2 separate regions of the Neogale vison genome follow, and region 2 is linked to region 1. A link is a contact called in public Hi-C data. All regions are on one chromosome and are shown on one strand. The core of a region is the stretch at or near the end of the contact, and the rest is flanking DNA. Distances in the headings are between cores, read along the strand shown. Region 1 holds the start of JUN (transcription factor AP-1). Region 2 has its middle 110 kb from the start of JUN.

Evidence for each region. Hi-C and Micro-C count contacts between places; a contact is called where the count stands out from the background.
Region 2: a contact with region 1 is called in a Hi-C map of fibroblasts, with 5 times the contacts expected there. The contact joins the enhancer-like site here to the promoter of JUN in region 1. A contact is called at or near these places in 2 of 3 Hi-C or Micro-C datasets (fibroblasts and muscle).

Annotation. Positions count from the first base shown.
Region 1 is chr2:47,951,545-47,956,316 of ASM_NN_V1, forward strand. It overlaps JUN (transcription factor AP-1), which reads right to left and starts at 1,367. Exons shown (of 1, transcript XM_044238339.1): 1 at 1-1,367. The coding sequence starts at 385. LOC122900026 (a long non-coding RNA gene) reads left to right here and starts at 2,196. Exons shown (of 3, transcript XR_006383162.1): 1 at 2,196-2,220; 2 at 2,814-3,020.
Region 2 is chr2:48,064,041-48,068,900 of ASM_NN_V1, forward strand. No RefSeq gene overlaps it. Among named protein-coding and RNA genes, the nearest start is that of JUN, 110 kb to the left of the region's middle. Within about 2 kb of position 2,756, the one cell type or tissue checked has open chromatin away from gene starts, as enhancers often do. A contact at or near this core is called in fibroblasts, where this site is marked.

The DNA of each region.
Region 1 (4,772 bases), core at 117-2,616:
TGGGCAGCGTGTTCTGGCTGTGCAGTTCGGCCAGGGCGCGCACGAAACCCTCGGCGAAGCCCTCCTGCTCGTCTGTCACGTTTTTAGGGCACAAGAACTGCGTGGGGGTCGGCGTGGTGGTGATGTGCCCGTTGCTGGACTGGATTATCAGGCGCTCCAGCTCGGGCGAGGCCAGCTTGAGCAGCCCCACGTCGGGTGAGGTGAGGAGGTCCGAGTTCTTGGCCCGGAGGTGCGGCTTCAGGCTGCCCACCGGGTCGGCCAGGTTCAGGGTCATACTCTGTTTCAGGATCTTGGGGTTACTGTAGCCGTAGGCGCCGCTCTCAGACTGGAGGAACGAGGCATTCAGGGCATCGTCGTAGAAGGTCGTTTCCATCTTTGCAGTCATAGAACAGTCCGTCACTTCACGTGGGGTTAGTTTGGGCTGCGCGCAGAAGTTTCGGGGCCGCAACAGCGCGCTGGCGAGCGGGGGGCACCCGCGCCTCCCCGGGCCCTGGGCAAGGAAAGTTTCTCGAGAGGCGCGCGCACCCGCCGGCTGTCCTCCCCCCTGCGCCCTGCTCACCAGCTCGCTCCCCAGGCGCTCAGAGGTCAGGTGCCGCCCGCACTCTTGTCAGCTCGCGCGCGCAGCCCGGCTTTGAAAAGTCGCGGTCACTCACGAAGCGCTCTCGGGCGCAGCGGTTCCTGGGAGCCGGCGGACGAATGCGCTTCCCGGCGACAGCGGCCTTCCCGGCGGCAGCAGTCAGCGCCGATCCCGCTGTGGCCGGCCGGCGGCGGCTCTCCGCCGCCCCAACGCCGACGACTGTCCCCTCCTCCGCTGCGAGGGGGAGGCGGCGCCTGGCAGCCGCGGCTCGCGCTCGCCCAAGTTCAGCAACCGGTGCGAGAGAAGCTGAGCGCACGTCCCTCCTCGGTCTCCTCTCTCCGCCGCCTTCTCGTCTTCACCGCCGCCGCCACAGCTTCACGCGCAGCAAAGCTTTGCAAAAGTTCGCTCCGGGACCCGGGCCACTTGTCCCCTGTCCTCCTGGCCAGGAAAGTTCTTGGCCGCTGCAGCCGCTCTCCGGACTTCCCCGGACGGACTGCCGCCTCGCTCCGCGCTGTCAGCAGCTCCCGGGCAGCGGGGCTCTTCTCCTGGGGGCGGCTGGAGAAGGGGCTCTCCGGACGCTCCCCAAAACACCAGCCCCGGAGCCACAGGCGCTAGCTCTGGGCAGTTGGTGAGAAAGCAGAAAAGAAAACCGGATTTGCAGCTCGGACACCACTGCCGCCTTGCCTGCCTGTGTCTGCCTGTCTCCCTGAGTCCGCGAACCTCCACTCCCGCCTTGGTGGTTCAGCCACACTCCGTGCAACTCTGAGCCCTTATCCAGCCCGAGCTCAACACTTATCTGCTACCAGTCAACCCCTAAAAATAGCCCATGATGTCACCCCAAGGCCTTCCCATTGGCTCGCGTCGCTCTCAAGGGGGCGGGCCCGCCCGTCGCCATGGAGACCCCACCCTAGAAGATTCTTCTCTAGACCCGCGGAGGCTCACGGGATGAGGTAATGCTCCGCTGCCCTCCTACAGTTGGGCCCTTCTTTCTCCTCCTCTCCCCCTCCCCCTCCCGCGCGATTCGCGCCGGGCTCTTTCCCCTCCCCTCCCCGGCGCGTCTTTCCCGGCCCGCCCGGTGCATTGTGGGCTGACGTCTTGGGGTTTGACTGTCTAGTGACGGTGGCTACAGCGAGTCGGGTGGACGCGGGCTCTCGCAGCCTCCGACCGAGGCGGGCTCAAGTTCAGGGCTTGGGCGGGAATGCAGGGGACTCAGGCACCCGGAAGGCTCGGAAACCGAGCCAGGTGTCTGGGGCTGAGAGCGCTGGGTGTGGGGTATTTCCCCGCTTGGGGTGCTCGCTATTATCCACCGGCACTTCGCCGCCTTGCGGGGCAGGAGGCTGTTCGCTCGGGTGTGTGCCCTCCCCGCACTTCCGGGGGGCGGGAGCACCGCCCTTAAGGTGGCTCTGTTAAGTCCCCTGTGGGGGCGAGTGAAAGTGGGCTTAAGTTTAGGGGCGGTCTCGGGAGAGCGGGCCCCCCACGTTGAGAACGCTGCAAAGTTTGTCTCCTGGTCAAGTTCACGAGCGATCGTCCGCGCTGCTGTTTGGCTGAGCCCAGAAGCCAAGTGATTTGCATTGCTCGAAACTCGGTGCTCAGCGAAGTCTGCGTTGCACCCCCACTGCACCCTCCAGACCATGGGAGAAAGGGTGCGCGGGCTCAGTTTTGCCTTGATGGGGAAGTTTTTCTATAGGGGGTAGAATTAGGGGGCAACTCAGCTTCCAGTTGTGAATGCGCGTTTAGGGAATCCGAAACTTGGGGAACCCCGGTGATCGTCTGCTACCCGCCCCCGCACAACATGCAACCATAGTTCACAAACACACGCGCGGGCGCGCGCGCGCGCACACACACACACACACACACACACACCCCACACACACACACACACACACACGCCACACACCTCCCGTCCTGATTTGTTTACAGGAAAACAAGTCCGAGAGCGTCAGATAACTCAGGAAAAAGTCACGCAGCGAGTCAGGGGTAGTGACCAGGATTTAAGATCTCTCCGCTCCGGGCCAGGTGGTGGGCCCATATCCTGGGTAGCCTCTAGGAAGCGCTAGACACATATAAGTGGTTCCTTTTTCTGCGGTTATTTTCTCCTCCTCCTACCCCACAGCCCTTAGGGAGAAAAGTGTATGGCGGAAGGAATATCCAAATTGGGGATCGTGGGTTCTCGCGTGCCCAGCGCTGCCACGGTGTGAAGTGACCTAATTGCCGAACTTCTCTTGAATTCGTTCAGGTCTGCAAGTGGGGCCGGTGAGACCCAACACACTGGGCTGAGCTAGTGGGACATCGTCGCCTCCAGGGCCAGGAGGTGGTCGCCGAACAAACCCCTTTTCTACCCTCCTTCGGAGTTTCCCAGAACCTCGATGAAATGACGGAATATGAGTGTGACTTGGCTGAACCAGGTGTCCTTACCCCTGTGAGGAGCGGTGAGGAGAGGAAGGTGAGGGAGGAAAGGGTCAGAAGTAAGCACTTTCCCGGACCTCCTGTGGAGGACTGGGGTTTGAAGTCAGACTTGCTGCAATTTGTGTTCTCAGATTCTAATTTTGGCTTTTCAGCTTCTGAACTTAGGGGGAATTCAGCCTTGGGTTTATAGCCCAGAGCTTTACGGTATTTGTGGCTTTGAGAGTTCAGATTCAAGGGCCCAATAGCAGCTGGTGTCAGAAATCTTGACAACTTTTCTTCACCCCACGCACTCACCTCTCCTTCCCTCCTGCAGCAGAGGGAAACTGAGCAGCTCCTGTGAGCCAGGCACTGAGCTGCGGTAGGGGGATAGAGTGATGACAAGACCCAGTTATTTTCCTTGAGAAGGGAACATTCTCTATTCTGTTGCCCTGAATCATTTTCTTTTGTAATCACGGAGCTGACGTTCTTAATAATTTTTTATGTTAACGGTAATAAAAATAAATTTCATGTATTAAACACCTACCACCAGCCAGGCATTTACCTGAGCTATTTAAATATGCTGTTTCTCCTCACAACCATCTCTAGGTACGTTTATTTTTATTTGGATCTAGCATATGAGGAACTAGGTTCAGAGAGGTTAAGGCTCTTGCTTAGGTCACACAGCTGGAAATTAACCTCAGGTCTTTGTTCCATTCCCTTGGATCTATACTGCTCTGGAAGACTTTCTTGTTAAGTATTGGGTGTCTGTAGGGGAATGGCACTTGGACGGTGGGATAGAACTAATTACCATGTCTGATCCTCTGGAACTCCTTTCAGAGCTCCTGTATTTGGAAACTTTAAGACTTAGGACTTTGTGTGTGTAAGTATATATATACACACATCGTTTGCCCAAGGGTTCTGTGTGTTTCTCTCTGCCTTATATGGTTTAGTAGGCTTATTTTCTTCTTATGTTGAGAAATAGAATATTTTATCCAAAAAAATAGCAGATCTGTTCATGTTAACACCACTGCTTGGAAACCTTCATGGCTTTCCCTTATGACCAGGAAAGAGTTCAGAGACCTTGGCTCAAGAGAGGGGGCTCCTTTCCTACGCTCACTTCTGCTCTCCTGCCTCCTCTGTCACTTCCAGGATTAGTCAGGACAGGCTGGGCTATGCTGCTCTAATGAACAAGCCAGACATCTCAGTGGCTTACCCCAGGGGAAGTTTATTTCTTGTTCATGCTACATGTCCCCGCTCAAGGTCTGCAGGGGAGTTCTGCTCACCATGGACACTTGAGGACTTGGACTGAAGAAGGCTTCGTCTTGACAAGTACTTCTCATTACTCTCTTGGCTGGAGGAGACAAGGCAGCAGAGCATTCACTAGCTCTCGAAGCATCCACCTGAAAGTGACACACTGAGTTTTTGCTTGGGTATCACTGGTCAAAGCAAGTCATGTGGCTACCGCCTAATTTTAAATCTCTGCAATTCTGCCGAGTATCTTAAAGGGAGAGAGCCAGGACTATTTGGAGAACAACACTAATGACTCTAGCAGTCTCTTTTCTGCTCACCAAATGTTTGGCTTACTGTCTTCCCACAGACAGAATTTTCTCATTCTTTCCTCAGGGGGGACAATCCTAAAGATTTATCAAGTCACAGTGTGTCAAGCTCACTTTCCAGGTTTTGCGTGATTCGTAGTAGACTCTGTATCAGCTCCAGATGTGACCTTTTTTCTAAATGCAAGACGTCTCTCCTGTGTACCCTCAAGATGGACCAGTGGAACAGAGACAGGCTAACTGCCGTGGGCACGCTG
Region 2 (4,860 bases), core at 1,506-4,005, 110 kb after region 1:
TTGAACAGCTGTCTTGGGCTTTCAGAGTCCAGGGCCTACAGGGTTGGAGAAAGTGGGGGGGATGGAACCAGTATGTATGTACTGAAAACCTACTCCATGCCAGGCACCAGTGACTTTGTAAAGAGTGTCTCCTTTAGTTCTCTGAATGGCCCATAATGACGATGCGTTCTTTTTGGTTTGAGATCTGTCTTCTCTGGGTACAGCACAGTTAAAAACGTGTCACACATCATGCAGCTTATGAGTCGTGGAGCTGGGACTTAAACAATCTGATTCTAGAGCTCATACTCAAATGTTGCCCTGTATGCACCTCGTTTAATCCCCCCAAACCCAAGACACAGGCACTGTTATTATCAGATCTGCTTTCCAGATGAGCAGCCAGAAGCGCAAGAAAGCACTTTTCCCAACAGAACCCAAGTGCAGATTAGAATTCTGTGATCCTGGGCACGTCCGTCCAGCCCTTGTCCACCCTTCGTTAGTTCAACAGATAGTGGCAAGTGTTTATTCTATCCCAGGGACCGTCTTGTCCCTAGAGATGAAAAGATGTGGCCTCAGTCAGTTAAGTGTCTGCCTTCTGGTCCGGTCATGATCCCAGGGTCCTGGGATTGGCTCCCTGCTCAGTGGGGAGCCTGCTTCTCTCTCTCCTCTGCCCCTCCCTGCTTGTGTTCTCTCTCTCTCTCTCTCTTTCTCTCTCATTCTTGCTCTCTCTCAAATAAATAAATACAATCCTTAAAAAAAAAAAAAAAAAGATACATTTGGAGCCCCTGTTTTTCAAAACCCAGAATCCAGAGAGGAAGGGAAAAGACCTCAATGACAATGAGGAATGCAGTCACAGTGTGAGAGGGGCCCTGGGAGGTTCCTATAAAGAATTATAGGAACCCAAATGAAAAAGCATCACGCTGCCTGCTGAAGGAAGAAAGGAAGGCTCTAGAGAGGAGGGCCATGGCACCAACAACTATGTGCTCCCCAGACGGAAAAAGGGAGGGGGGTACTTGAGGCAGAGAGACAGACCATCAAAGGCAAAAAGTAGCATAGGATAATAGCCGCTCATTAATCGATGCCCACCTACCACGGCTTTCAGTACCATCTCTGTAATCCCCACGACAGCTCTGTGAGCAGGTGTTATTCACAGGCACACAGAGGTCTCATCTCTGTGCGTGTGCTCTCACAGTACCTTGCCCACGATCGCATAGCTGCTAAGGAATCAAGCTGGGATTCAACCCTAGGCAGCCTGGCTTCAGAGCCCACGCTCTCAGCGACTCGGCTCAGAGTTTGGGGCCACTGGCCAGGAGTTCCTCATGCGTGTGCCAGGCCATGAGACAAGCCACATAAGCAGGAATTAGGTCCAAAGGGTCTTCCTTTCCTCAGAAGACCTTAGCCGTTCTCGAGTCAAGGACCCTGGACCTTTTGGGATTCATAAAAATAATCATGCCACCCCGTGCGCAGGCGCATATGTGTGCGCACAGCTGAGGACCGCCATCCACCTTTCTCTATAATGACATGTCAACATTATTTGCTATTGATGGAACCACATCTTTTTACTGTCGGAATATTGGGTGTCTTCTACCCAGTGGGATTTTCCTGGCTTCAATGTCTGTATTAGAATCCTTGTCCATTTTCTGCTTTCCCTTGCCAGACTGGGAAGCACTGGGGATTGGGGGGTGGGGTGGGCGTTGGAGGGTGCAGGAGGATGGACGGAGCTCTTGTCCACCCTCTCCTTCGCCATCCCCCCAGGACACAGCAGTGGGCCTGGGACATGGTAGTTACACACTAAATATTTGTTGAGTGAATGACTATTTGTGGAATGAACTCTGGGCCTTTGGTCCATAACTTACGTAGTGAGTAAATGAATTAATTATGACTTAACAAATCTGATTTACACTCTTTAATTGATAGGACGGGAGGGAATAACATTAGGGTTTTTTTTGTTTTGTTTTGTTTTTTAACATTAGGGTCTTTTGAAGGTGAGAAATGTAGACATGATTGGTCCAGATGAGTGGTTTATAAAATAAAACTGTACTTTTGGAAAATCTTGCCTTTGGGGGTTTTGATTCAGTGGGTTGGAGGTGGTGCTTGAGTTTCCCAGGTGATTCTGAAATGACCAGGTCAGTATGTGGGTATGGCACACGTGAATCCCTTCCTGTCCTGTTTTTGTCTTTTTCCTCATCTCCTTCCACTTGCGCTTGACTTCCTTGAGCGATGGGAGCTTACTACCTCACAAAGCAGGCTGCCCGACCTACTGGCACAACAACGGCAATAATAGTAACAAGGACAGCAACCGGGGGACATAAACCAAGCGTTTCTTATGTGTTAGTTTACTGCACATAGGTTACTGAATCCAAAGGCCAGGCATTATTTACCCCCATTTCACAGCTAAAGAAACTGAAACTGAAGTTCAGTGATTGAACTTCAGAGGTGGTGAGGGGCAGGCCCGGAATTCCAGCCACCCTGGCTTGTCTGCCCGTGTGCTTCTCTGAGGCCTTGGAGCAGGTCCCGGCTGGTGGTGGAGGCGTGGACGGGGGTTTTAGGGCCTCCTCAGGCCGAAGGCAGCCAGGCCTGCCACATCCGCAGGCGGCCCAGGCTCCAGACTCTGCTCCGCCCAGCCCTCTGATCCTTCCCCATAGAAGGTAAACCCAGGCAGGATCCCATGAGGGCTGGCTGGGCCTGGTGTCCTGCTGGTTTCAGTTTCTGAAGAGCCCAGCCTTGAGCAAACACAGGCGGGGAGGTTTCTGGAAGCCTTCCCAACAGATAGCAGATTAACTCCCTGCTGCCTGGGAGCCACCCACGGGGGGGGGGGGGGGGGGGGGGTAAGGGCTGGCTTACCAGCAGGCAGCCTCCTTGGCAGTCCTGGCGTCTCCACTGGTGGGCAGGACACCCCTGGCTTCCCAGAACCACCTGAAGCCTGAGAAGGCACACAGTGACCTGCCAAGATGCCAGGACTTCTGGGCAGCTCAAGGTTCCAGCTCAAGCTAGGCTCTCTTCAGGACCTCTGGGCTTGGGGAGAAGGGGCTGAGGCACCCCCACAACCCCACCCTCCAAATATGATGCATCTCCCTGCCTCAGCGGGCCCCTTCTCTCTCTCACTAGGGCATTCTTGTTCCAACACGTTAGCAAACCTCTTTGAATGTTTGTTTTCTTTCTGAGAAAGAGGCTGAGGGACATTGCCAAGACCAACATGAACTCAAAACACAGGGCATTCTCTGTTTGTTGGGTATTTTTCTGGACAGACAGACCTGGGTCTGAAAACCAGTCCTGCTACTTCCTAGCCGGTGACCTTTGTGTAAATTTCTTAACCTCGCTGAAAAAATGGGGATAATGATACTTATCTTTAAGATAGGTTCGGAGGAGTAGATTAGATAAATATAGATTATACGTATTAAGTACTTAATGCCCTCCATCAATGGCAATTAACATTATCATTAATTATATTATTATTATGAATGACTAATAACCCACTCAGGATTATTACTAATGCCACTGTGAGCATAAGTGCAAAAAAATAAGCTCAATTAAAAATTTTTACGGAGGCAAATAGTTTTATAATAGGTAAATAAAGAAAGAGGAACAACACTGGGTTGAGAAGTATATACACATGATCTCATTTAATATTCAAACAGCTTCACAAGGCAGGCATTATTATCCCCATTCTACAGAAGAGGAAGTTGAGGTTTCTGTAGGTTAAGTAACTTGTCCTTCTCACACACTGAGTTAATGTCTGGTGTCCTGGCCTCCTGCCTCCCTGGTGCCCCTGAAAACCTGCCGCTTCCCACCTGTCTATCTCAGCAAAGATGCTTCTATCTGTAGGGAATACTTCTATCTGTAGGGAATACCCCTACGCTCAGCAGCTTAGAGGAAAACAAGCCAGTTTTGGAAACTGGCTAAAGGCCGCCTCCTCCAGGAAGCTGTCCTAGTTTTCTCACTCCTCACCTTGCAGAATTAAACCCTCCCTCTCTCGCTCTCCTGGGGCCTGAAGCATGTGACTACACACTCTTGGGGGTTTTGTTTCTCCTCTAGAAAGTAGGTTCCTCTGAAGGAGACACCACACACTTTTTTTTTCACTTTAGGAAGGTCGGTATGTGTGTGTGGTTAAGGACCCAGGCTTTCAAGCCCAGGCTCACATCTAGGCTTTACTGCTAGCTGGAAGTGAGGCTTGAGTAAGTAACTTAACTTCTCTCTCACTTCCTTTATCCATAAAATGGAGATTAACAATAAGATCAGCCTTCTACTCTGAAAAACAGTCTGAGGGGTTTGAAGTGGCGGGGGGGTGGGAGGTTGGGGTACCAGGTGGTGGGTATTATAGAGGGCACGGCTTGCATGGAGCACTGGGTGTGGTGAAAAAATAATGAATACTGTTTTTCTGAAAATAAATAAATTGAAAAAAAAAAAAAAAGATCAGCCTTCTGAGGTTGTTGTAAGGATTCAATGAGTTAGTACATGTAAGGAAGATAGGATCATTGAAGGTCCTGAATGTTGCTTCTTAACAGAAAACAGAGACATTAAAAGAACACTACTGAGCATGGGAGGAAGCACCAGGAGACCTAAGGTCTCATCAGGAATCTCTCTATAGCTTCCTGGACTTAGTGGATTTGGGCCTGTGATTCCTCTCTCTGAATTTACTTTTCCTTGTGCAAAATGGGAAGTTTGGCTCCTGCAGCTAGATGGTCTTTATTGGGTAATATTCATTGGTATTGATGACCAATTCTTTGCCTATAGGACTTTTCCTGTGTCGTGTTCCTGGGGGGAGGTCTTATGCAGAAATAGATGACTGGTTCACCATTGGCAGCACAAAGCTCACCCATTGGCGGATGCCCGTGCTAACCGGGATGATTGCCAGCTTTTCCTGATCACATACTACTACCTGGC